Linked DNA regions of Rattus norvegicus: region 2 is linked to region 1. Evidence: chromatin contacts called from public Hi-C data. All regions are on one chromosome and are shown on one strand. Each heading gives the region's core, a stretch centred on a gene start, on an enhancer-like site or on the middle of the called end of the contact. The rest is flanking DNA. Distances are from core to core; before and after follow the strand shown.

Region 1 (2,700 bases), core at 107-2,606:
AAAGATAGGTCTGCGCTCACATACATAAGGCCCACTGATTTCTTTCTTTCTTTTTTAAGATTAAAATTAATAGTATAAAGTAGAAAAGAAATCATGGAATCATCTTGAATATGGTAGTTTTCTTTTTATGATATATTCAAATCACCTTTATTTGGTTTTGCAACATTATATTATTTGAATATATTGTTTCCCCCAAAAACACAATATCAAAAAGGTTTTGTTGAGATATTTATATTTTACCTTTCTCAGGTGCTCTTGCTGGTTAGCTACACGAGCACAACAATTTTCATGATTATTACCTTACCGGTAAAGACTAACTTTTATCTGCCATCAGGTGGTTTGCTGTGAACTTCTGAATGCTCAAGGTAACCCCCACCTTTGAGGAGATCGGTAGGTAGTTCCTGCAGTCATCAGAAGGACATTCTAATTCTTTTTTTTTTAACTTGAGTATTTCTTATATACATTTCAAGTGTTATTCCCTTTCCCGGTTTCCGGGCAAACATCCCCCTCCCCCCTCCCCTTCCTTATGGGAGTCCCCCTCCCAACCCTCCCCCCATTGCCGCCCTCCCCCCATAGTCTAGTTCACTGGGGGTTCAGTCTTAGCAGGACCCAGGGCTTCCCCTTCCACTGGTGCTCTTACTAGGATATTCATTGCTACCTATGGGGTCAGAGTCCAGGGTCAGTCCATGTATAGTATTTAGGTAGTGGCTTAGTCCCTGGAAGCTCTGGTTGCTTGACATTGTTGTACTTTTGGGACATTCTAATTCTTAATGGACCCTTTCAAATGTCTGTCACTAACTAATCCCCATGACCTATGTACCTGTCTCTAACCATCCCTGCACTGAGCCTTGGATGACTGGCGCCTGAGCCGGACTACTCTGTCTTGAAAAGCTGAGGTGAGGACTACTTCCCCATGAACTGTAAGACAAAGAGTTGATAGTTTGGGCCAACACGAAAGCCTCTGGGAACTGACCAACCACTTTTTTTCTTGTCAATCAAAAGTGGCTGGGCAGAAGGGAAAGTTCAGGTACAAAGTCAAAGAGATCCAGCTTGTGGAGCTGAAAGTGTCAAAGGTCAAAGTGCCAGCTATGGAATGTGGCCTGGACTGTTCCCTCCCCCCACAGCCTACCCCGCCACCACCTGAGTACATAACTGGATCAGTTACCTAGCTATTGAGTGCGTGGAACCCTCTACTTGGTGGACAGTTCTTATATTAGAGTCCAGCGACGCCATTTTCTTCATGTAGAATTGCTATGTCCATTACTTTAGGTTGGCACCCTATGTACAAAAGTAAAGTTTAACTCAAACGTTATATTCTTTGTCAAATTTTCAAGAGTGCCTTGCACACATTAGCAGGTTCAGTGGTACCTGTTAATCATTAGCACTGTTCGGCATCAGAACAGAAGGTAAATACAACGTCCCAGGAGATATTTGAGCAAATTCTCATTAACGAGTTTGTACTGCAAATTAGAAAAAAAGTTTAATAAAACATCTGTTAGTGAGCCATAGCAGGGGAAAAATGAACTTGAATACGTCCAGAATTGCTTCCAAAGAAATGCAGGCTCTGTGTTCCAAAGGTTAAAGTATATAGCATTTATGACATGGAAACTGTATTTTTAGAGAGAGTCGACTTAGTTGAAGATTCTTGAAAATGAAATTCAGGCAGTGCTCTGCTTAATGGAGAGCCTTTTCTTAATTTTCTATGGATTTTAAAAATTATATAATTGCAAATGTTCATTAGGATATAATTAAATAGCTCTGTTTCCCTAGTTACTAATATGTGCCAGGGTGCTGCAATTACCCAAGTAATTATGAAAGGAAAATATATGACTTGGCAAGCTTAGGAGAATTACTCTAGATACAGAGAGGCTCCGCTTTGGAGAAAAGACATTAAAATACAGCAGAGGGAAAAAAGACAAAAAAAATAACATAATCGGATGGGAATATTATATAATGGCTCGTGGTACATAGAAATGCCCACTCTTGATTTTTATGGGTGTATAGAAGAATACAATGATATTTGCTCAGCATCCGCAGAGGTCCAAGTCTGAAGATGTCCAATGCCCTTGGCTTCTTTATTGTACCTCTGATTTAGGCTAGTTCATGGCTTGGCCTCAAGTTTACTTATGGCGACTAATGTGATCTTTACATTATATTTTATTTTATGATATACTTAACAATAAGTGGAGCATAATTAAAACTGTGTGAGATCGAGGGAAAATGCCCAGAAACTAAATACCTTTTAAAAAAATGTGTTCTTTGCATTTAATAGCATCTGAACTATTTAAACAGCTTAAATTAAATTAAAGTTAATAGAGTTTAATTAAAGTTATAGTCAAAGGAGAAATATCCTCTCATAAAAAAAGAGAGTGTTGTGCTGGGTCGTGGGCATGTTTTCTTACCCGCTTTTGGTTTATACAGTGTTACATACATCCAGCCAACCACGAGTACTGTGTGGAAAAGAATCTTCCACTGCCACAGGTAAAATTTCCTGTTCATGAAAAACCTCAAAGATAGCCTGATCTGCCCAACCAAAACCGGGTTGTTTCATGGCCAAGAGTGGGAAAGCAGAATTCTCACATCAGCGATAAACGCTTGGGAAGAATTCACAGGGAGGAGAAGAGCCTGGATAGCCTGGGTCCGGAACATGGAGGAGAAGAGCCTGGATCCTGAGCACGTGGACAAAGACACTGCTTCCTG
Region 2 (2,700 bases), core at 12-2,511, 190 kb after region 1:
CCTTGCATTCCTTGAGATTTACTCTGAGTTTCCAGGCCAGTTATTCCTTCTGTTCTATTATTTATCAGTGTTTGGTGCTATTAACACCCCTGCAGGGAGCTCAGCTCAGCTACACCCCACTCTCTTGCATATGCCTATTTTCCTTTCCCTCAGTTCAGAATATTTATAATTTCAATATGAATTTTTTATTATATCCAAGATACTTTTTAAAAAAGTCTTCAGATGTTTTTAAGGTTACTTCTTAACACACATAACCATAGACCTATTTTCTCCACCCGAATGTGATCTTACTTGAAAATTATTGTGGGAATTTCACAGGACTGCTGTGTGGGGAGGTAGAGCGTGCCGAGCTAGCCAGAACTGGTTATTGATACTGTTCTATGCCCCTTTTTTTGTATGTTACTTTTCTTCCCCACGCCTCTTTTGTATGCTCCTTTAGTTCACCATTCTACCAAGAAGTAAGAAAGGCCATTACTCTCCAAATGAGCATTTATTTGGATGTGTTTATTTCATTTTGAAATGTACTGGTTTTGCTTTAAAAAAATCACCTGCTATCTTTTGTTTAATATCATTTAACTTTTAGCTCATTTGTACCTTTATACTTAAAATAATTTGATATAAGTGACATATAATTTCTTATTCAATCCCATAAGCTCTATTTTTCAGTATTTAGACCATTAGTATTTAATGTTTAAGCAATCAGGTGTAAACAATCTATTTGTTTTCTGCTTGCTACATCTTCACTTTCTTCCTTGTTTTCTGCTTGCTACAACTTTACTTCACCTTTATTCTTGTTATTTTTCTTCAGTCCTGTTGCATCTCTGCAGCTAGATGACTAACTGGCTACCATGCTACTTTGCGAGCTGCCATGTAGAAGTTCTGGGAACAATCTCAGGTCATGCTACTTCAGCAGATACTTTAGAGTTCATAGCTCTCCATTTTTCACTCACTGTATTTCCCCTTCAAGGCATACTCCACCATTTCCTATATGCTGAGCAATAGTAAACTTTTATTCCCCTGCCCCCAACCCCACCCCAGTCATCAGGCTACCAATTCAGTTAACCAATGTTTACAGTGCCATAAAACATTATGGATATTTTTGTTTTAAATACTTAAATGAAAATTCTGATGAAAATGAGAAAAGACTTTTTAATTCTTGGAGTTACAAAGTATACACCACTCTGCTTTTCTTCACATCTGTTAGGGTTTCCACTGGACAGCCTGCTTCTTCTGCCCGAACTTTGTGCTTTGGTAACTTGATCTCTTTGCTAACAGTTCATTTCAGGTTAGGGTTAATCTTTCCTTGCCACTAAGCCATGTCATTTCTAGCATTCTGACCTTTGCTTTGTAAGTTGTAGAGTTTATAACCTGGCTATTTGTTTAACAATGTTAGCCTCTCATAATGGTCTGGATGTGCCTTGCAAAGTTCATATGCAAGTAATTTGAGTTTATTTGGGGGGGGGGATAGGGGTGGGTAGGTACTGGTTCTAATGCTTTGAATTAATTGGGAATCTGTGTGTCCAAATCTCAAAGGTCCTTGTCCCCAGTTGGTTTTTGATCAATCAATAAAGAGCCAACAATCAATGTCTGGGTGGAAAGGGAAAGAGAGAGAGAGAGAGAGAGAGAGAGAGAGAGAGAGAGAGAGAGAGAGAGAGAGAGTTTTTAGATTGTACAGGCTAGGAACTGGGAGAAAGGAAGAGAAAGAAAGAGAGAATCACTATGATGGGGAGTAGGGTTGGGGGGGATGGACATAAGAGCAACAGAAGAGAAAGGCAATCAGTCATGTAAGAATTCGGGTAAGTGACCACTTCCTGGATTGGGCCTGGGGTAGCAGGGGAACATTTAGGAGGGCCCAGTCTTTGAGCTAGAAACAGCATGCCAAATTAACACAAATTAACTGGGGGGTGTGTGTGTGTGTGTGTGTGTGTGTGTGTGTGTGTGTGTGTGTGTCATTCAGGAACCCAGATTGCTCCTGGGCAGGTGCATGCATATGACCCAGGTGCCAAAGCAGTGTAGCCCAAACTTGCTGCATTTTGTAAAGGTAAACTTGTGAGAGGTGGTTGGGTCATGAGGCTTTGAGTCAATAGATTGATATTGTAATGTATGTCAGGTCTTTGTCAGAGAATGGATTTGTTACAAAAGTGAGTTTGATCCTTATTGCTGCCCTGTGCTCTATTGCCTCCCTCCCTTCTCCCACAGAAGCCCTTGTTAGATAGTGGCTACTTGATTTTGGACACCCCAGCCTTTCAGACCTCGAAAGAAGTGAATGTGTACCTTTATATTACCTAGTCTTGGGTGTTTCACTACTGAAGAACAAAACAGAGTAAGTGTTGTTCTTTCTAAGTAGTTTAAGTGGCTCTTTCTTTAGCCTGAAGTAATTTTTACACATGAAGTAATTTATACCCTGTGGATAAGTGTTTAGCTGGATATTCCAAGAGGAAAGCTCATGTCTCTTCTCTTCTCATCCTGCCCTGCAAATGCTGGACTGTGGAACTTCATCTTCAACTCGGGCTCCCTTTCAGCCTGCCTTGGTATCTCCCATCTGTACCCACTCCTGAAGCCTCAAGCAGTGGTCTGAGGCAGTGACCAGCCTCACATGTAACTTTCCCCCTCAGTATTCACTTTTCTTCTTGCCTGAGAATTAATGTTTTAAAAAACATTTATTCAAATTTTTTTTAGTTTTTTAATTATTCTAGTTGA

The links. A called contact is a pair of places that touch in the nucleus more often than the background predicts.
Region 2: a Hi-C map of liver shows a contact between it and region 1, with 5 times the contacts expected there. The contact joins two enhancer-like sites. A contact is called at or near these places in 2 of 12 Hi-C or Micro-C datasets (kidney and liver).

Annotation. Positions count from the first base shown.
Region 1 is chr7:63,581,920-63,584,619 of GRCr8, forward strand. No RefSeq gene overlaps it. Among named protein-coding and RNA genes, the nearest start is that of Lrig3, 120 kb to the right of the region's middle. Within about 2 kb of position 1,357, at least 5 of the 93 cell types and tissues checked have an H3K27ac peak or open chromatin away from gene starts, as enhancers often do. A contact at or near this core is called in liver, where this site is marked.
Region 2 is chr7:63,776,545-63,779,244 of GRCr8, forward strand. No RefSeq gene overlaps it. Among named protein-coding and RNA genes, the nearest start is that of Lrig3, 76 kb to the left of the region's middle. Within about 2 kb of position 1,262, at least 2 of the 93 cell types and tissues checked have an H3K27ac peak or open chromatin away from gene starts, as enhancers often do. A contact at or near this core is called in liver, where this site is marked.